Linked DNA regions of Mus musculus: region 1 is linked to region 2. A link is a contact called in public HiChIP or PLAC-seq data. All regions are on one chromosome and are shown on one strand. The core of a region is the stretch at or near the end of the contact, and the rest is flanking DNA. Distances in the headings are between cores, read along the strand shown. Region 1 overlaps Wdfy1 (WD repeat and FYVE domain containing 1). Region 2 has its middle 47 kb from the start of Gm24160.

Region 1 (5,063 bases), core at 1,644-4,143, 190 kb before region 2:
AAAAAGAAAAAGAAAAAGTAAACAAAACAAAAAAACAGAACCAACTTTAAAGTATTCTTGTAGCATTTTTCTTTCTCAACTTACCAACTCTCTTAATGTATTTGTTGCCTCTTAAACACTTTAACTTGTTTTTTGAGACAGTCTCATGTAACCCAGGCTGGCAGTTAGCTGGTGACCTACGATCCTCTGGCCTCTGCCTGAGTTCTGGGGTTACGGGCATATGCCAGCAAGCCAGGTTTCTGCAGGGCTGTGGATCAAACCCAGGCATTTGCTCTTGTCTGGCAAGTACACTATTAACTGAGCAATGTCTCCAAACCGTTTTTGAACACTTATAAACATATTAAGATGGTTGATAGGAAATTTTCTGTATTTCCTAATAGTTTATGGGGACTGACTCTAAACCCAGGTTTTTAGGTAAAATGCTTAGAAGGGAAATCTGTTGTAGGTGGAAGGAGAATCCTTATCCAGAGGGGTTGTCATTCAGGACTGAAAAGTGGATCCCTTAGTCTGTTATTTGACACGCCGAAGAGTGAGGCAGCCTGCAGAGACGCTCCGGTGCTGGAGCTACGCTCACTGGTAGTCGTTTTCATTTTATAGTGTAATTAAGAATGGAGGCTCCAGCCTTTAATCCCAGCACTTGGGAGGCAGAGGCAGGCGAATTTCTGAGTTTGAGGCCAGTCTGGTCTACAGAGTGAGTTCCAGGACAGCCAGGGCTATACAGAGAAACCCTGTCTCGAAACAAAACAAAACAAAACAAAACAGAATGGAGGCTCCAGTGATAGACTGCCAGAGTTGGAATCCAAGTCATGTGACCATGGACGTATTACTTTAGCCCCTTTGCATCATGGTCTCCTCAGCTGCAAAGTGCAGATGTGGTGTCTACCACTTCGGGTCTTATGAAGGGCTGACAGGTTGATAACATGAGGGAAAGCACTTCTGAGTCTTTCACAAGGGCCAGCAGCTGGCAGCTCATTCCCATTTAATTTAATTTCCTTTGTCATCAGAAGCTAAAAACATTCCCGCCGTGTGTGTGTGTGTGTGTGTGTGTGTGTGTGTGTATGGAGGGGGATGCATTCCTGTGTGTATGAATAAAGTGAAATTTTTTTCTTGCCCTAAATAAGGCACTAGCATTTGGGAGTCAATTACACTCTTATAGCTGACTTTGAGTCATACCTTGTCTTTATTTCCTTATTTGGTCAAACACAAGCCTTTTCGGTCATCTTCATGTCCCTCGTAGATCTCTCCTACTGTGTCAGAGAACCCCAAGATCAGGACTCACTCCTTACCCTCAGCCATGGCACGTTGTCACAGCATATGTGTAATGCATGCAGGGAAGACAGGAAGACACCAGACCAAGTTTCTGAGAGTCCTCTCTGGAGTGACACAAGATGTGCTAAATGCCTCCACTGTTGGATTATGTGGCCCCTTATATTCAATACTGTTTATCAGGAGTTCAGTAGAGACGGTGTGCCAAGCATGCCTAGGGCTAGTTAGATGCACACCCTCTCCATATCATGTACTACAATTCTGGAATCTGGAAAATACAAACAAGTGTCCGGCATAAACCATATATTTTGTACAAACACTAAACAAGATAAGCCACTCTTTTGAGCAAGGGAATGTTGGGAACCTTCTAAAATTCAAGGTCAGAGAGAGACACCATCTGAGGGCCAGCCTTGAGGGCAGGGCAGCTGTCTCAGGCCTGACTCTGCCATGCAGGCCCGTCCATCTTCATCTCAGGCTTGTCCTCATCTCTTAGCCACTGTTTAACCTTGATGACTACAGCAGCCGCCATGAGCAGTTCCATTGCTCTGAGCCCTGGGATTCCATCCTTGAATCTGTCTTGCCAAACTGGTGTCCTCAAAATGGCTTTTTACAGTATCATTTCCCTGCATATGATCTTTCATTAACAATGTGAGGGAGGCATCATGTCTAAAATAGGACACAGGGAACCTTATAACTATTCTGTACCCAACTTTCTTTCCGTGCCTATTTCTCACTTCTCAGTGGTTCTTGCCAGTGTGTTCTCTGTCCCATCCAGGTCTGACACCTTTCCTCACCTAATGCTGTGGCTCATGTGCACCCTCCTCAAGCCACTCTCCTTCCCTGCTTCTCTTTTGGTTATGGAATAATTCTTCCATCTACCATTTCAGCCTCCTCCTAACTAACAGGTACTAGCTGCTGCTGTTTGGGTTCGTTCATCTGATCCTCCCATGTGGCCAGTACCTCCATGGGTCATAGCATCATTGGGTTGGTTGACAGAGACTCGCATCACTGTTTTGTAGGCCCTTCCCCCTCTGGGTGACTTTCCCTGCAAGCTCTCCCGTAGGAGCAAAGTTGAATTGTTACAAATGGTAGTAGTTTCTAGAACTCAGCTGTTTCTCTTTCCTTCCCTCTGTAAAATGCACTTAGCAAATTGTTTTGAAAGTCAAGAGAGCATGAATGTGTACTTACTCACTTGATGGTGTGTTTTTTTATACTTCATGATGAAATATTCTCTTTCTGTTTTTTGAGACAGAAGTTCTCTCATGTATACTAGGCTGGCCTCAGACTCACGATTTACCCCAAGAATGGTCTTGAGCTTTTAGTTTCCTTGGCTCAGCCACTTTGGTATTGGGATTACATGTGTGAGCCATCACACCCCACATATATGTTGCTTCAGCTGGAATTCAGGGCTTGCTGCATGCCAGGTAAGCATCCTACCAATTGATCTCAAAACCATCTTTCTGATTACTCATTTTTTTTCATAAACCACACACAGCTTTATTCAGAACAGTTCCCTTTAAGATCAAAGTGAACTTGCAGCTGACTTTTTTGTATAGACCTTGGCCCAAAGGTCACCTCTCAGGGCAACTTCCTCTTCTTATCTCATTTTTTTTTCTTTGTTTGTTTGCCTGCCTGCAGGATCGTCAGTCACCTGAAAAGGCTTCTGGGGAAACCAGGGTGTCTCTCTCTCTCTCTCTCTCATACACACACACACACACACACATGCTTGAAGTCATTGTTGATGGGGAGCATTTGGGAGTACTAGGTTACAGTAGGTTTGTAGAAAATACCACTTGGACTGCCTTTCCTGGGTTACTTGGGTACCCTCAAAGGGCCTCCTTACTACGTTTCCTCCAGCATTTCCTACCTTGTGTGCTTGACTGATTTCCTCATACCTAAGGGGGAAGTTGTTTGAAGGTCTGGACTTTGAGGGGTACGGTTTTGTTTCATCCATCCTGCTCCCGCATCCTGAGTTTCTGAGTGTGGCCCATCTTTCGCTGTTCCCACAGATCTGGCCCCATGACATCCTTCCCTGTTAACACGCTTGTCTTTACTCACCGAGGGCTGGCCTCTTCCAGTGCTTAAACAGTGTGAAGCTTAAGCAGTGTGTGCAGTGCTGGTTTGATCGAATCACTAAACAAACCAATAAAGGACCAGAGAGCAGAACTTACCACTAACTGTGCTTACTTGGGTTAGTTTATTAATCATAGGTGTCCAGACAGCCCTGCCAGGCAGTGGGAGAGCTCAAGTTTTTTGTTGTTTGTTTGTTTGTTTGTTTTTAACCCTAAGAAAGAGTATTCTGTGGACCCATGCTGATCCCAGCCTGTCTAGATTATCCCTGACATCTGGAGTTTGAGATTTTCCTTAGCACAGGAGTCACACAAAATCATTTTAAAGATTACATCTGGACTGGTTTCTCCAGTCACACAGAGAACCCACAGGAGGCATCTCAACCACGTGTCCGTGGTTTCTTGGGGGTGGGGAATGCTGCTTGTTGGGGTGGTGAAGGTACCAGAGTCCCCAAGAGCCGTCTTCTCTGTATGGAGTCAGTAGGCTGTGAGGCTTGGTCCCCACAGACCCTTGAGCTCTTCCCTGTTCCTTCCTGTAGCACAAGCCAGTAAGTGCATTCTTCTTTCCCTCAGGCAGGCCAAGCCCCCTGAAAGCCAGGCCAGTTCCTAGACTTTTGGTTTCAAGATCCACTCAACAACCGTTCACTGTTTTGCCTCCCTGTTACCAAAGGAGACACTTTGTTCTCTAGCGGAAATGAAGAGGTCAGAGTTCTAGCAACTTGGTTGGAAGGAAATTGCTATTTATTTGATAAAGGCCGACTGAAGTGAGGATGATGTCACTCCCTCTTCCTGTCAGGCTAACATCTTAGTGTCCTCGAAACCATCTTAGGTGCCAGAGTTAAATATTTTTATCCGTATCCTCCAGAAGTACAGTCAGACTAGGACACGATTCCCTTTGTCATGGTGGCAGAAGTGTTTAGAGTGTCCCAAGTCTCAGAGTCCCAGCATCTCTACAAGAGGTCACAAAAATCAGCTTTGTACCCAATTACTGTTTATTCAGTGTTTAATACAAATTGGCACCTTGGACTAATTTTGTAGCAGATTGTATGTGCTGAAAATTGCTTTTTAATTAATTGGTTGAACACTACCTAGTTATCAGCCTAAAATTAGAAAATGATTAAATTGCTTTATACTGTTTGTCTTGGGAAGAAAATTGGTGAAAAGACACTAATTTTTGCTGTTGGAGGTGGGGTGTGCTTGACTTCAGCTTCTTCAGAAATACTTAAGTGGAGTATGACATTCATTGGAGATGACAGATGGGCACGTGCTCTTCAGGGTTATCATTCAGGTATCCTGTGTTCTGGAAAATATGTAACACACCCAAATGTATGTCCTTACGGGCACTGCTAAATTAAGAATCATACTGATTTTCCTAGATGTTTCCTGAGAGTCGGTGCCTTGAAGAAAAGAACTGTGCTTTGTGTCCGTCTTTGTCCTTACTCCAGGGTGGTTTCCAAGGAGGAGAGTTCATGGGCTTCGTGATTCCCTAATGTATAGTTTAACCTTGGTTGGATTAAGTCTTTGACAGCATCTGAGAAGACTGGAGGAAAGAAAAGTGAGCCCTCCTCTCTGATCCTCCGGTGTGCCTTTCTGTAGATCATAGTTGATCTCCTTTCTGTAGATCATAGTTGATCTCCTTTCTGTAGATCATGGTTGATCTCCTTTCTGTAGATCATGGTTGATCTCCTTTCTGTAGATCATGGTTGATCTCCTTTCTGTAGATCATGG
Region 2 (4,698 bases), core at 70-2,569:
GAGACTGTTTGACCAGCTAATAAAAGTAGCTTGATAGTGACTAGTTTTATCATCAATCAACTAATTCAATTAGTTTTTTCTTGTGATGAGATCTATCTATATAGCTAGGCTGGAGTCAAACTTGAGATGCTCCTGCTTCAGCCTCTGAAGTACTGGAACTGCAGGTATCTGCCATTAGGCCTAATTTTAAAAGAATGCAATGAGGACTAAGAAATTTGGCATACTCCTTTTACTTTGTTGTCCTGAAAACAGATGAAAAGAGCCATGAAAGACAGGATGATAAAAGAATAGAATGATAAAGTAAGTTTGTAAGACCCCCAAGAGAGTTTTCCTAACTGTCTCCATGGTTGATAGGGTAGGAATGTCTCCATCAGAACTCACATTAAAATTAAAACCTCATTGGGACTTAATAAGAGGTTTAGGTCACCAGGACAGAGCCTTCATGAATGGGTTCATCCATTCACAGATTAATAGACAGGTAAGTTATTTCATCATTTCAAGAGTGGCTTTGTGATAAGATGGAGTTTGGCTTTATCTCTCATATGTACTCACTGTATGGCCTCCTTTTATTCTGAGGACCATTCCAAGAATACCTACCAACAAGCTGTCTACCAGAGATGGCCTCTCAGTTTTGGCCTACCAAGCTGCCAACATTGTAATAAAAAAATTCCCTTTATAAGTTGCCCTACCTCAGGCTTTCTGCTCTATTTTACAGAAGCAGAAAATAAACCAGGTCTTCCTTTGCTTTGAAACAGATGCTTATCCATCGCAAATTCTATTGTTTAAATAAATATAGAAGAACAGAATGTAAGAGAATTTAAGACTATCTTCTTTCTGAATGACTATTTTATATTTTATTGACTAAAATCATTAAACATTTTCTACACCCTAAGGAAGCACATTTTGTGATGTCGCCTGTTGCATAGTTACTGTGATTACTAATTTAAATGGCTAATTTGGCTTCTTCTGAACATATTGATTTATGTGCTCCTTAGGGAGAAAATCATAAATTATCTCATTGGGGTTAGATGGTTCCTGTCAGTCTAGTAAATTTCATGCTTAATACAGACATGTTTATCAGAAAAATCCAGAAGCCCATTAGAACTTCATGAGTTCTGAGAGTGAGGATCGTTGTTAGATTGAATCAAAAGCTATAGGATTCAGAAATGCATTGCATGTGGGAAAACAGCAATCTTAATGTTGCCATATGTTCACTGTCTTTGCTTCTCAGTTTCAAACAAACTCTAAGTCAGGTTGGCTGGATGTGAAGCCAGAGTTCAAACAGGCAAGCACACCAACCTGTGACTCATTTCCTTCCGTTTCTGACTCATAATTCTTCCTTGTTCATTCGGATCGAGGCAAAAGGTTTCAAGATAAACTTCCTTGAAGAGCTTGGCCTTCTTTTGTAAGGAGGCAGGGAGGCACTTAATGTCACTTCCATTGTTTTTTCAGATATGTATTGCCTTCGATGGGCAGCATTGTGACTGCCATTAAGTACTACCCACAGGGTTCAAGTCTCTTTTAGTTTCCATTCTTCCAAGCATATTCTCCATCAGTCTCCAGGATGACACATATTAACTTTCTTGGAACCAATCAGAAGGCCCTCTCTGTGGGAAACTAGTAAATCTGAGGTGACTATCAAAGTTTCCTTTCAATTTTGTTCCCTTTCGACGCTTCCTTTCCATTAGCTATCTGCCAGTTACCCCACCCACTTGGGAGATTCAGCTTGCGATTTCAGTGCTACTTTTCTCCTTTCTTGTATCCTGATGTCCCAGTGCCCGCCAGATTAGTTGCAGAGCAGGGCTGATAGAACCATTCCTAAAGGAACACGGCAGTTGAACTGAAAACAAAGAACAGATGTTGAAGTAGAAAGCTCGGATTCACTGTGTAACCAGAATGTATAAAAGGCATTATCTTGATGTCTATGGGCAAACTTAATTACCCTATCTCAAAATCATGTCTTCTATTTGGAGAAAAAAAAAAAAACTTAGGAGGAAATTGGGTTGAGAGAACAGGAAATAAGTTTATGTAACTGGGGACTTTGAAAGAAGCCAGTTCTGGGGGAAGAAGAGAAAGCTCACTGAGTAAAGAAAGCCTGCTGTGTAGTCTTGAGGACCTATCTGAGTTTGGAACCTTAGCACCCACATGAAAGTTGGTGAGGTAGTATGCACCTATAAACCCACTTGTCCACAGAGGATGGACAGAGACAGATGCATCCTGGATGCTCAGTGACCAGACAGTGTGGCCCAGATGTAAGCTCAAAAACCAAGTGTAGCTCAAAAACTAAGGTGGAGACCAATAACAAAAGGCATCTGAGGGTGAACTCTGACCACTCCTCCTCATATGCTCAGCTGATTGCCAATGCAGATATATTTAAAAATAAAAAAAAAAGAAGCCAACTCTAAATTGGAGTATATTTTTAATGGTGCTTTCCTGTAACGAACAATGTATTCTTAGCCAGAGTGAATTGGACTTGTAAGAACTAAGCTCAGAGAAAACATAGAGCCTTAAGTTCAAGACACTGTCCACCTTGGCTTATCCTAGAGGTCAACACAAGATCAGTTTGAAGGAAACCTCCCATAGTGTCTCTTACGGAACACAGGCAGCTTTATTTAGTGAGGATTTCAAATCCTCAGCTAACAACAATCAGAAGCATATAGCAGGGGAAGGTGGAATTGCACACTTGGTCTTAAGCATAGTCTGTCAACGTAGCTTCTTTTTGACAGCACTGTAACAAACAGTGATGTTTAGCAAGTCCATTTTAGAATATGCTAGAAGTAAAGAAGATAAAAGTATAGGGGTCAGGGCATATCCTATCAATAAAGGAAGTGGATTGCTACCCTGCCCCAACCCAGTCCCAAGGATTGCTTCCACTGAAGCTTGTATTTAACTGTGCCTTAAATAGTGTGGGTACAGAAGGTCACCTAATGCTAGTATCAGATATTAGGGGACACAGTGAAGGCACTGAAAGAGTCTATATTTGCTCTTTCTGAATTGCTCCCAGAATCTTCTCCATCAAAGGGAGTGTCTCTTCTGGTCTAGGTGGATGCTGTGCTATATCCTTGGTAATGAATTCTTGTGACATGCTGTGAATAATTTCTTGCCTTTGCAAAATGAATGGTTTTTCCTCTTGTGATGACTCAAAGCAATCTCTTCACTTTTCCTTAGTGATTCTGATATTGATAAGAATCTAGTTTATTTGTTGTAAGTCCCAGAGGTCAGCTCACAGTGTTCTTCAAAGTGAGTCATAACTGAAAGTTAAATGCATTACCCAGTCCTTAATGAGAAAGTGGGTGTGAGATCTCTCTGTAGTTCATATGATTCACAAGAAATAGATGAAAAGGGCTTGTGGAACAGTATCAATGCGACTGACTGTGCCTTCTCTCCGTAATTACAAGACCCCAATCTTCTTTGGGCTCATACAGTCAATGAAAAATCAGTTCCTGTGGCAAACCATCTCACTTAAATGCATGAGTCAATAACTGGAGCGCCTGAGCATCTTTCAGCTGCAGGAATGATAATTTTTACTTTGCAATTTTATTTGGAACATAGGACATCCTAAAAAGTTTCCAGGGTCTTATATTACTGTGGGATTGGCACCTACAGCAGGTGATTGACCTGATGTTAGCATCTGGGAACCTGAGTGGGAAAAATGTTGGAAAATCTTATCAAGATGAGTTGAAACTTCTGGTTTCTTTGGAAACTCAGTTGTGTCACGTGATGTTTTTCTGGAAGCTGTCTTGTGAGAGGATGTTTTGCTGAAACAAATGCTTGAGAATACGTGTGATGTTTAGAAAGAATATAAATATAATCCCACAGAGAGCACTCTTTATTTTAATAATTTATTTTTATTTCATACGTATTGGTGTTTTGCCTGAATATATGTCTGTGTGAGGGCATCATATCTCCTGGAACTGGAATTATAGATAATTGTCAGCTGTCATGTGGGTCCTTGGGGTTAAACCCAGATTGTCTGGAAGAACAGTCAGTGTTCTTAACCACTGACCCATCTTTCTAGTCCTTGACGGATGCTCTTGCATTGCAATGCCTTGCAACTTCTCTGGTCTTAGCTGGTCTTCACTTCATGGAGAGAAATGCACCTAAGAACTTCTCATATATACTGACTGATTCTTGATGCTTCCACTGACTGCCAATTCTTTGGAGCCTTGTGGTTTTTGCTAGATCAAGCCACTGCTACTGATTCAGGTTTGTTTTGCTATTGGACTGGACTGCTGATATACTGACAACAAAGATTGGAATCGCACAAAGAACTACTAAATAGCTCCACAACTCCCTTTTTCTATTAACATTCTTTTTCTGCTACCTCTGGTTGGTGGGCTAAAAGGGAGATTGAAGCATTTAAGAACCCCAATTAAAGTAGATTTTGAAAAATCTAAGCCTATATCAAGCCATGCTATATCTCAGATAGGCAGTGACAAAATGTTAGGTCTGTGAGTTTATAATGAACACCAACAGACTCCATTGAGACTTAGAGCAAACATATTCGTTCTATTTGATACAATGCTATTATTACCTCATGTTGGTATTCTCCAATCATTTCAGCTTATACTTACAGTCTAGAAATAGTCCCAAAAGGCAGTGGTGTTTAACTTACAACAAAATCCCAGAATAAGAAATAGATTAAAAATTGTATTCCTCTCCTTTAGAAGAGAACTTAAGGTTGTGAAGAAAAATTGA

What was found. HiChIP or PLAC-seq counts read pairs in DNA pulled down with a chosen protein or histone mark.
Region 1: a contact with region 2 is called in a BATF HiChIP or PLAC-seq map of CD8 T cells, with 11 read pairs. The contact joins two enhancer-like sites. A contact is called at or near these places in 3 of 115 datasets of contacts at active chromatin or transcription factors (CD8 T cells, effector CD8 T cells and memory CD8 T cells) and 1 of 9 other capture datasets (liver).

Annotation. Positions count from the first base shown.
Region 1 is chr1:79,750,296-79,755,358 of GRCm38.p6, reverse strand. The region is part of intron 1 of Wdfy1 (WD repeat and FYVE domain containing 1); the gene reads left to right. Among named protein-coding and RNA genes, the nearest start is that of Wdfy1, 8.9 kb to the left of the region's middle. Within about 2 kb of position 2,893, at least 91 of the 459 cell types and tissues checked have an H3K27ac peak or open chromatin away from gene starts, as enhancers often do. A contact at or near this core is called in CD8 T cells, effector CD8 T cells and memory CD8 T cells, where this site is marked.
Region 2 is chr1:79,558,017-79,562,714 of GRCm38.p6, reverse strand. No RefSeq gene overlaps it. Among named protein-coding and RNA genes, the nearest start is that of Gm24160, 47 kb to the right of the region's middle. Within about 2 kb of position 1,319, at least 36 of the 459 cell types and tissues checked have an H3K27ac peak or open chromatin away from gene starts, as enhancers often do. A contact at or near this core is called in CD8 T cells, effector CD8 T cells and memory CD8 T cells, where this site is marked.